Linked DNA regions of Drosophila melanogaster: region 2 is linked to region 1. Evidence: chromatin contacts called from public Hi-C data. All regions are on one chromosome and are shown on one strand. The core of a region is the stretch at or near the end of the contact, and the rest is flanking DNA. Distances in the headings are between cores, read along the strand shown.

Region 1 (5,705 bases), core at 2,648-5,147:
GTTAGATGCTCGGCAGTCAAACACCATAAAACTTTATGAATTTTCCAGCTCCTGGCCAGAAGTGGCAGATTTTTGAATGCCTTGCGAAAGATTTCATGGTAATTCCGCCGGGTTATAACAATTTACAAATTATGTAATCGAAATTTATTGCCCAGCATAGCTGCTCATGCCGCTCCTCTGTATCAACCCATCCGCTCGCCCATCTCCTCGAGGCCATTTCTGGCAGCTCCTCCATTCTCGATCCTCCCTCCACTGGGTGGGCCCACTGCGCCTGGCCTTTTGGACACGCACAGGTGGCCCTGATGGCCAGCCGTTTGATGTGCGCCACGTTTGACTCCCGGCCAGAAGGAACGGAACGAAAGGCGGCCAACGAGGCCTCAACGAGCTCGGTTCCAGATTAGCGGCGGCTCAATTCGCCATGGAACGTATTGTAATAACACATTGTTCATACATATCTAAGCTTCTGATAGCACAAGCCCAATGGCTTGGAAATGGAGAAGGATTCTTTTCTCGATAAAAACTATCGTATATTTAATTATTTTATGTATAGATTCATAGGCATGGATAGTGCCTCCAAACAGTGCAACTTTTCAACTAAAATCATTCAAAATGTTTATCCCACCAATGAGCTTTGCTAATTCGCCACTCGAAGCCTTTCCACCTGTGTGGCAGTGGCTTAGAAATTTGGTCGTAGATAAATGGCAATTTGTTCGGATTAACCCGGAGTTACGCCCCCTAGATTGCCTCCTCCTCCTCCTCGTTTGTCCGGCTCACAGATCCGTGACCCATTAGTTACGGCACTTTCCAAACAAACTCCAATAATGCAGCCATTAAATGCCAACTATTCTGCCATCAAGTGCTTTAGTTTGACATAAATCTCCAGCGGATGGCGAAACTTTTGCCGCTTTTGCCCAGCCACAAATCTGAGCGCACCACCCACCAACTTCCATTCCCGAGTGGCCATCAACCAGCCCACAGCACCCACCCACTCAGCCCACAAATCCGGCAATCCACTAGGATCAGTGGGCATATGTCCGGTGAGGGCTTATGTTGCAGCTTTAATTAACGCCAGTTTTTCGGACTGCTCCCTCCGTCGTTCCTATTCGGCCAACAGGTGCGGATAGTTTGGATCACCACCCTTGTTATGGGTGGCATAACCCCCCCCCCCCTCACAACAACCTTCTGCACTGAGCAAAAAACCACAACCTCTTTCATTTTGAATTATAAACTAGAGAGAATAGGATTTCCTCAGAAAGGTATACCCTGGGATGAGGTGATTCACATAGGTATAAAATGTGAAGATAGAAACCATTCCAGTAGATGAACCCGTATTTTCCCGCAGTGCATCCACTCTGATGGCCCTGCCCGTGTATTTTTATTTAATTTAGAGTCGCGCATAGCCGTCCAGGACTTTCATGTTGTAATTTCCTCAAATTTACGAGTTTGCTTAGCCCGGATACGGGTTGCGATAGTGCAGGGGATTCGTGTGTCGGGAGTGCTTGCGTCGTATTGGGCTTTAATTTTTGGGACGCGCAGAGCAGGAGCGTCAGGATTTACGACTCAGCTTGGCTGGGTTAGTTTCAGTGCCTTTCGGGTTTTCCGGGGCTCTGGCCTCCGTTTGTCGTTTCGCTCCGCTGCGGCTTGTTAGCGCCTCGACTCTCATTTTATTAGCAGCATCCGGCAGGACGAACTGAAGCCCCAACCAGTCCTGTTATCCTTCCCAACCAGATTGCTCTAAATTAGCAACTTTTTGCCCCCAAATCCAACAAACTGCGCGTGTTTGTGGGTGTGCGGCCTTCTGGTAATTTCCAAGGCAACAACAACCGAAGTCGGGACCTGGCTCCTGCAGTTGTTAGAGGCCCCATGCATCACCAACCCTTACACCCACCCATCCGCAAACAACACCCTCTTCGCCCCTGACACACGCAGGTTGATGATGACGCCGCTTATAAAAGTTTGATCAAAATTATTACTACGCCGGGCAAACAAGTGGCATTGAGTAGGTAGCACTGAGATTACCCTTTCCTATATATATATATTGCTTTCCCAGGCGTAATTGCAATTTTAATCCAATCACTGATAGTGCAATCAGAGACATTCGAAGAAGTCACAATTAAATGAGTTCCTAATCAAATGACTTGCTTAAAAATAGTACGAATTCTCCTAGATCTTTGGCAAATGTCGAAGTGCCGCGCATACCCTAACCAGCTCACAAAAAGGTAAAGAGGTGAAGGTGGCACAGGCATTTCGGGGGCATCTTTGTGCCCCCATCCACCATCCACAATCTCGTGGAGCGACCCTCTTTCGGGACAATTAGAGTGGGCCATTGCCATAAAGTTATGGAATTCATGGCGCCCGTTTTGCACAACGCATTTCGGAGCTTACTTATTACTGCAGTTTATCTGCCCGACGGACGAACTTTGGGCCACGTTTCATTAGCCATATGCCGGGTGGGCGGCAGTGCTTCTGCCTCCTCCGGACTTTCATTCCGCTGCGTAAGTGTGCTCCGGCTTTTTACGAGTGCACATTCTGCGCGCGATATTAAATCCATTTAATGAGGCGAAGGCATGTGAATTCCACATATCTACTGCACTATATCTACTATACTATAGTTGTAGTTACCGAGGCAAAGCAATGGGTGAAATTCCAATTAATTGGCAAAAGTCGTAAAATGCTAATCTTTTTATGGTCCTCGCTGGGCAGCGAAAATAATGTTTAATTGATCTAAGCTTGCGATTTATTGGCATATAAGTTTGTTGAATGAAAAGTGCAAGGCACTAAACTAAATCTCATAAAAAATTGGCAGGCACATTATTCCTTTATTTTAAAGGTAATGTGTTGTTATTTTTCCTTTTTACTCACGAAATAGGCAGTGAAAAGGAAAGTCTTTCGTTTTCCTAACGACACGTTACGCATACGCCACGTAAACTGGGTGAGCCATTGTCCAAGTTACGTATGTAAATGAAACCGATCGCCGGCAAATGCTAATGAAATGCATATTTAATACGCAGCGAATCCGATACTGGCCCCTGGCCACCTATCGCATGCTCGTCGGGTAATTAAAGTAATAATGTTAAGTGGAAAACACGCGCGAATCTATGTCTTTTCCGCATTTCGCGGCGTTGCATAAAATGTTGAACAAAGCGCGAAATGCTCGCCCGATTATATTGATTATAGGGATGAGGTGGGATGGCATGATGGCATTGCATCGGAATGAATTGGATTGGGTTGGATTAAAGACGAGCGCCGGCGTATGTGAGATTCCATGAATGGCAATGGTAATTCCGTTTCGCCGGCTCCCAGAGCCAGTCACCAAAACGCCGCTTCCGATCCGCCGATTCTCCTATTCCCCGATTTAAGGGGCTCCCATGGAGCAGAGATGCTGTGGCGAAAATTGTTTTCTTGGCGCAAAATACCCGAAACGCTTCGCCGAGCAGCGACCGCGCCCCATGCTTTTGGGCCTGCACTGCGAGAAAATACTGCACGATTGGTTCTCACTTATCTAATGTTATAACTTTGTTATGCATGAAAACTTTTCTTAAGATATTGATTGCTGAGAAGCAAATTAAGATACTGACACCTTCATTACTTTAAATATTGTATATCTTGAAAAACAACCTTGTTTCTCTCAGTGTGCCGGCAAGCAACAAGCTGTAAGCAATAATTAGGCACACGTAACTCGGACGCCACTGTGCTGCGGCGCTGCACATGCAAATGTTGCGGCTCCGTGGAGGCTGCAATGCAATCGACACCACCGCCGAGGAAGATAATGATGGACGGGATGGGTGAGGGGGAGCCCATAAGTACGCCACATGCGGCATGGTGCACTGAACCTGATTACCGCATCCATATAAAAGCCCCATCGATTCCAGCCGGCCCACACAGTGCTGAAAGCGAACGCGCGCCACTCGGCGGTGGCAGTGGACGAACTGAAGGATTAATTAAGGACCTGCTTAACCAGCTTAATCAGCAGCCACATCAGCCAAATCTACATCTGCTAAATGTCCAAAGTGAGTCAAGTTAAGCTGGCCATTTGGATCGGCACAAAAACCGAAAAAGTAAATCAAACCAATTTAAAATCTACTTAAAAACAGTTTTGTGCGATTTAATAAAAAAAAATATAAATTCAAGCAGAGTGAAAAACAAATTTTAATTGCTTATTCGGGTCATATTAAACTAAATTAAAATTTAATTAAAGTTTAATTTGCATTCACACCAAGTGTTCAATCAAATGATTGAAAATTGCCAACAAACAGAAAGTTCTTATTAATTTGAACGCCTAAAAAAAAAAACACGAAATGGATTTCAGTTTTCGGAAATTGCACCTTAGTTCCTATAATTTAGTTTCAAATAGTAATTCCTGTTCAACGCTCTCGCTATTGATTTACCCAAAATAAAGCTGTCATCTGGTGGTCCCTCCATGGCGGCCAAGCTGCTGGCCATAATGCTTCTGCTGGTGGCGACGGGAGTGCAGGCGCGGCGTCTGGGCCACCGACGCCTAATCATCCACGTGCCGGTCAAGGTGAAGACGCACCACCACACTCACACCGTGTACAAGGTGCTACACGGATCACATGGTGGCGGTGGCGGCGGAGGTGTAAAGCAAACGGTATACAAAGTGCTTGGCTTCTCCACACACGGTGGTGGCATTGCCAAGGGCGGCGTAGGAGGAGGAGGAGGCATTGGCCATGGAGCCCACGGTAGCTACGACATGGGCAGCATAGGAGGAATGGGACACGGCGAAATCACATACGAGGACATGCACGGATGCGAGAGCGGCAAAGTGATTCCGGCGGCCAGAGACATGATTTTCAATCACTACTCGCGTCACGGCCAAAGCGATGGAACTGCCGAGGATTACGCCGAGGAGCTGGACGACTTTGTAGACCTAAGGGATGGCTGGTTGTGAATAAAGAGACGTGTGCGCAAATCCCCGCCGATTAATTATAAAATTCCTGCCAGCGGCGATTTGCATTTGCACTACGGATGCGCTGACGCAGCTCAAGACTCAGCATCGTCCAAATTCCAATCCCCCGGAATCCGTGTCTTTGTCTTTCGCTGCCGATTCGCATTTGTATTGTTTAATTAGGATTCGGAAGCCGGCTGGGAATGGGTGGTACTTAACTTCTTGCCTTCTCCAGTCGCGCACTTGGGAAAAACTTGAAGTATTTGCTTGCCTCTCGACTGGGGCATGCGGCATATTTTAGTGGACAATTAAAGGAAACGAGTGTCGATGGCTGAAGCAAGTGAATGGAAAACTTAATATGGGAAGAGAAGACTTGCAGCTTGAATAGTTCCCAGCAAAGTCAAAAACTTAATTAGGCTAAGCAAAAAAATCCAAACTTAATATATTATATAATATTATAATTATATTGTTGGACTAAGATTTTCCTATAGGATTTCCCCTTATTTTCCTAGTTGCCTCATAGGAAATTCCCCAAATTGGCCATATTTGGCGCAATTTTTGTTCAATTATTGAATGTAATACCTTTTTGAGCTCGTATTGACATAAAAAATCGATCTGCATTCAAAACTGAACTTTTAATTTTTGGTCAATTTTTTCAAAAAAATAGTGATGTAACCCCTTATCAAAAAGTCAAAAATTGGAAAAAATTTAATTTTTAAATGTCTGCAAAAACGGAATGAGGATAGTTAGTATCGATCATTAGCTGCAAGAAACTGTGATTATTTCAGCCATCGGACAT
Region 2 (6,360 bases), core at 2,249-4,748, 220 kb before region 1:
CCTGTTCCTCCGGCGCCCAGCAACTGCTGCTGCTGTTGCTTGTCTTGCGTTAATCTTCGACTGGCGCTGCTATCCTCGTCGGGATTTGAATTCGCCAGCTCGTGCGGTCGAGCATCCTGGCCAGAATTGCCAGTGCCACTGCCATTGCCATTGGCAGTCGATGCGCCGTGATTGTTGTCGCTATCACTAATTGTGCTGCCAGGTGACGACGACGAGGATGCGGTTTGCGGTTGACAACTATTGCCGGGATGTTGCTGCTGTACATGCTGCTGCTGCTGGTGATGCTGATGCGGCGGCAGTTGATGCGTTAGAAATGCGGGATGCGGAAAGTGGGCGTGCCCCGCCCCCGGATGGTGATGATGATGGTGATGCGAATGCGGATGCGAGTGCTGATGTCCTGGCACTGCCAGCGGCTGGTGTTGCGGGTGGGAATGCGGCTGCTGCTGCTGATGGTGTTGCTGATATTGATGCGAGTGCTGCTGCATGAAGTTTTGCTGCAGATAAGGCCATATATGCTGCGGTTGCATGAACTCTGTGGAGAAGAAGTGGCGGCACCATTAGTGGCGAGTGAGTCACTAAAGCGCTGTCCAAAATGGAGGCACTTGGAAAAACTAGAGATTAGCATTTAATCAAACTTAATAAAGGAAATTATAGTAACTTGATGTATCCCTTCAACTTAACATTGGTTGTATGCTAATTAATTCTCAGTCTTCTGTGCTTAAAACCACTTTGAAGTGTCAGATTGTCAGCCTTGAAAACAATCTGCCAAAGTCGTTATCGTGCCCCGAGACTTGGCTCATTCTCAAGGAGTCGTTGAAGCGCGTTATGTGCTGTCTTGCGAATTTCCAGACAGGCGCCATGGCCCCCGAATGCCACCCCCCATCACCACACACACACACTCACACACACGCCGGCGCAGACAATGGGAAATGAAATCTGCTTTGAAGTGTCAGTGTGAAGTTGGCATAATTAAAGCAAACACAAGATCCCCGGGATAAAGGACTTTACGCACACACAGACATAGAGACAGACAGGCAGACAGACAGACACAGGAGCTCGCACCTTGAGAGCAAAGTTTGGCGCCTTTGAAGGATATGCTGCATCCCCATTTGTATGGGAAGGATATCGGGGGATGGAATCTCGCCCTTGGACCCCTGCGTGGCTGCATTTCATTTTCTAATTAAACACCCCAAAAAGGCAGCCGCCATGGCGGCTTCTCCCCATTTTGATTTGCCCCGCCCCCGCTCAGCCTGACAGGCTGGCAGTGGCTGCAGGATATCCAGGATATGATTTTAATTCGATTAGAGAACTGAAACAATTAACGAATTAACGCCTCTTTAGTTTCGACATTGTGTGCGCGTTCAATCCGATGCTTTTGACTCCTGTGGCCAACGGCATTTTGCTCTGCGGAGCACCGAAAATTTCCATTTCCATATGGCATCCTTGATTGTCCTTGTGTGTGTAGGAGTGTAGGAATGTGTGTGTGTGTGTGTGTGTGGCACATGTGTGCCTAATGAGCGCACAAATTAAGTTATAATTGTTCGCTTTTGTTTGTTTTGTTCGTCGGCGGTTTACCGACTTTTCTGTATCTGCATCTGTGCTCCCAAAATGTGGCAAGTTTTTCGACTTATTGGTTTATGGCCCTGCAAAAAAGTTCATTTGTGGCATACTCTTGGGCAAAAAGCCGTTCACATTTCGAGGGGAAAATGTGCTAAGTGGATTATTGATTGAAATGTGATGGCAATTAGTTGGAATATGCGGAGGAGATTAATGGACAGAATAAGTTAGAAAGTGTGTGTGTGTGTGGAGGGGATACCTAATGGCTGCGTTATTAAGACATTAAAAGTTACTTATGCTATTCTGGTTCTAATATAATACCTAATAATAGTCATATTTCGTACCATTTCTAAATTTTTTGCCACGCTTTGATCATAAAAAACAGTACGATTTAACCCCAAAATATCGCCAATAAAATCTCATAAAAAATAGTGATAAAATACGGGAAATCGAAAGGTCCTGCCCACTCATTAATATGGAAAGTAAGCCGCGATGCCATAATCACATGACAATTAAATCCCACAATCCCCAGAAATACAAGAGAACAATACAACTAAAAAACGGCCAAGGCAGAGCTGTTACATTGACTGATGGCCAATTGGTTACGCCTACCTTCTGTCCCCCGCCCCCAGGACCTTTTCCATGTCCTATCTGGCATAGGGATTCCCATTCTCATTCTCATCCCCCGTTGTAAGCAGCACGCGGCAGAGGATCCTTCGCACCATATCCCATGCAGATCCTTCGCACCATATCCCATGCAGATCCTGGCGGAAGTGCGGAAGTGCGGATGTGGATGGGACGAACTGGTTATGCGGCTTTGTGCTCAGGGGCTTGGCTCAATAATTTAAACATGATTAGGCCTGGCTGTGTTTTTACAGCCTGCAGGATCAGCGGTGAAACGCCCCGAGGACTTAGGCCAACACACAATAAAGTCGCGGCGTAAAAACTAAAGCAACTGCGAAGTACCAGTACTTTGCGTTCTACCCTCGCGAGGAGTCTGCGTAAACTTTTGGGCCAGATTTGTTATTCTTTTGGCTTTTCATATTGCAATTGTGTTCGGTATTTTGTTTTTATTCGGCATTAGCCACGACAAATTAATTGCCAAGCCTTTTTATAACATTCTTTGAAGCAGCCCGCGGCGTAAACCTAATTGGAGGAAACTATCTCATCGACTTCAGAATTGGAGGGGCCCAAGGTAATTACAAAATTTAATCTTAGGGGTTCCAGTGAAAACAACATTGAAAGAGAAGCAAAGATCATCAGCACCTCAAGGCATACTACTAAGCTAAAATTGCTAGTTGCCAACCATGTCTTACCATTTCTGACACGGACTCCTTCCCGGGTGTCGCCAAGGATCGCGCTGACACTGAACTTGAGAATGGGCTTGCTGTTGGTATCCTTGAGGATGGTGTTGCCGACGGTCGGCATGCTGGTCTCCTTGGGCTCCACCTTGGGCAATTTGATTGACACGGGCTCGTCCACGTCGGCCAGCTCCTCTTCCAGCTCCTCGTCCAGGTCCATGTGCGGCTCCTCGCCCTCGACACTGCCAATATCGGCGACTATTTCGTCCGCCGAGGAGGAACCATCGTCCTCGTCCATCTCCTCGATGCTTTCTACACTCTCGGCACGGATTTCGCGGCACTTATCACACTTGTAGCCGCGCAACTTGGAGCAGCCACAGGACTCGGTGGGCTGGTCAGCCGGATCCGCGGCATCCGTTCCCGTGGCCGACCGACGCGATAGGAGCATCTCGCTCAGGCTGGACTTCAGCTGGCTTTCCGTGTAGGTCTGCTGGGCGTGCAGGAGACTGTCCACGAGGAAGGCCGTAGACATAACGCGACGGAGCTGGCTGCTCTATATTTCCGTAGTCTCTAGTATCCGTACACGTACCGATTCAGTTCTCGTCTGTATCCGCCAGTTGTCGCGTTCGCGTCGAGTGCTCAATTCGAACTGAACTCGGTTGGCAGAATGTCCTGGCAGGCGCAGGACGCAGCATCCGGGTGCCCAGGAGTGCGATTACGGGGTTGCTCGTCGTTGGTTGGTCCGCTTCTCCTGCCCAGTAGAAGTGCCGTCTGTGCGGCACGTGATGCTTAGTCCTTATGTACATCCTGCTCTCTCTCTCTCTTCCTCTCTCTGTTTCGCTCTCCTTGCGAGAGCGTATGCGTGCGTAAGTGTGTGTGTGTGCGTGCGTGAGTGTCCTGTTTAGCCTTTGCCTGCTCGTTATTGTTGTTCGCTTTTTATTTGATTTTATTTGCGTGAAAACAATAAAAATTTAATTTTCTTGTTTTGTTGCCTTTGCCACTTGCTGCCTTGAACTGAATTTGGCTCGATCTTATTAAATTTGAGCTGCCATTCCACGGTGCCGCACAGTGGGGCGCATTGTTAGAATACATTTAATTTACATTTAATTATAATATAAAATATGTAATTTTATACTGGAAACAAAATATTTTATTTTGTTTTTATACTACAATTTCTATTATAATTCTCAACTGGTTTAAGCTAAGCATTACATAGGCAAAGAAAATATGTTTCACATGTTTGATTAACGTAAAGGATCCTTTCAACAAATAACTTTTCCCAATAATGTACAAAGTTTGATGATATAGAGTAATGGCATTTAGTTACATTATTTGAACTGGACTTCTACATCCATAGACTTTTGAATTTGTGCGAGCAATTTGTTGCAGACATGGGAAGCAAAAAAAATTCCGACAAGCGGCCAAGGAGTCAGTAGATTAACTTTTATTATGACCGCAAATTAGTTGTCCTCGTCGCCGTTGATGACGACAATCGAGTTTATCGACAATGATGACTTATTTACTCAGCGTCGAAAGCGTGGTAAATGCGAAAATGGCTGAGCAGCGGTTATGTAAGCTTAGGAGCTAGATAAACAGCAGAATGCGGCAAGGATGTGTGTGTCCTTTTGGCCTCTATTGTGTGCGAGCAGAAAGAGAGAGAGGGCGAGAGCACGGAGCAACCCCTGTGTGCCAGGCGCTGGGGTCCCAAGGAGTCCTGCCCGCCGAAGGGGCGTGGCCTCACTCGAATGCGATTCCCATCAGAATGCTGAAAGGAGCTGAAAGGAGGAGAAGTGCCCTCGACAATAGGAAGAAGTACAAGGATAACAAAGGCCCCAGCTCAGATTGTTTTGCGCTGCCATTTGTGGCTTTTTGCTTTCATATGGAGCACGCCTCAAAGGATTACCCCGTATCCGTGCAGCCAGGACGTCAGGATTTCCACTTCACCCACCGCTTCTGCTGGCAGCGAGTACATAAAACATGCTCATATAAGCGTATAAATATGTGATAATAATGATTAAAAGTTCTCATCATACCATCATCATTTATGCAAAGGATTCCGCCCGTGGTGTGTGTGTCTGTGTGCGCTCAAGAGTCCTTACATTTTTATTTGCCACCGACACTGAAGCTGAAGCTGAAGCTGAGTATTTTCCATTTTCTACTATTTCCCCGGCTCCGCTCTCTCTCTCTCTCTCTCTCTCCTAGCCGCTATCTCCATCTCTCTTTGTAGTCGCCATAATATGAGGACAATTATTTGATAAGTGGGCTGAATGTGCAGCTTCCTCCGGCTTTCGAGATTCTGGATTTGGATCCATCTGGCATTGTCACTGCTGCTTTTTGACAAATGAAAGGGGTCACCGAAACAGGCTTTTGTCGGAAGCCCCCCCCAATAATATATATGTATATATCCTTGCCCCCATTTTTCATTTTCCGCGCGGTGGAAGGTGTTGAAGACAAACTTTTAATTGTTTTTCGGAGTGTTGCCATGGTGTGAGTTTATTTCCGTTTTTATTTTTTTAATTTGTTTGCCGAATTGGAAATATGTAAATGATGTTGGTCGGTCTGAAGTGGGGATTATTGGGCTGCTAACGTTTGGCTTTTTGGCCGGGCATTGTGGGCTTATTGTTCGCACTCATAACGCAATATATGATGAATGTGGATTGATTGGATTTATTATGGAGGTACATTTGGGATTGAAATCAAAGAAATCAAAGAATAAGTTAAATATAGAAAAATATATAAAAAATATATTATTCCAGCTGTAAAGATCAAAGGCAGCGAATAGATAGATCCAACTTACTTTGGGAAATGATAACACACTTCACAAACAGACGAGGACACAAAATGATTGTATTGTACATACTTATTACTCATCTTTTCAACTGCTTCATCTAATCCTGAAGCATCTGACAACTGAACTCGCTTTCTTTTCGAACTCACTTCATCCAATCTGGCGAAATAGCCTTGCAGATAAATCCAGTTGGCCAAATTCAAAGACTTCCTTCTGTCAGCGCTGCCACATGCCACTCCAGTTCGAATAAACAACTTCATGGATATTTGGGGCGAGTATTTGGTATCGAATCGAATGCCGCTGACAGTCGCATCATTATATGGATATCATTATCGTGTATCGTCTGCAGCTGCGAAAAAAAGGTAAAATGTCACAAGATGCTGCAAGATGGTTGGGGCACAAATGGGTGGTTGAGTGGTTGGGTTGGCTGTCTGGTTGGGGGGAGGGGGCGTGGCCGGGCAATATAATAAAGCGCAAACATTTATACACGACACTCGATGCGAGAGACGATATAGAAAAAGCATTCCAGCCAAGTTAACTGTCGATATCAGCTGCTGCCACGACCATGTCCCCGCCACGCCCACGAAACCCAGTCCACTCGAATCACATTCACCCCGCCCACCATCCATGAAATGAATGCGAATTCTGTTTGCCATCGATTTTCAGAGGACAACGTTTATTATTTTTATTATACGCGCCGGCAACTAGAGAAAC

The links. Hi-C and Micro-C count contacts between places; a contact is called where the count stands out from the background.
Region 2: a Hi-C map of the Kc167 cell line shows a contact between it and region 1, with 1.7 times the contacts expected there. A contact is called at or near these places in 4 of 107 Hi-C or Micro-C datasets (the Kc167 cell line, the Ras3 cell line and wing imaginal disc).

Annotation. Positions count from the first base shown.
Region 1 is chr3L:1,700,599-1,706,303 of dm6, reverse strand. It overlaps CG13931, which reads left to right and starts at 3,897. Exons shown (of 2, transcript NM_001274345.1): 1 at 3,897-4,010; 2 at 4,400-5,348. The coding sequence starts at 4,002. The coding sequence ends at 4,909. The region is part of intron 2 of CG7991; the gene reads right to left.
Region 2 is chr3L:1,918,445-1,924,804 of dm6, reverse strand. It overlaps Dbx, which reads right to left and starts at 3,498. Exons shown (of 5, transcript NM_139420.4): 1 at 2,874-3,498; 2 at 1-532. The coding sequence starts at 3,390.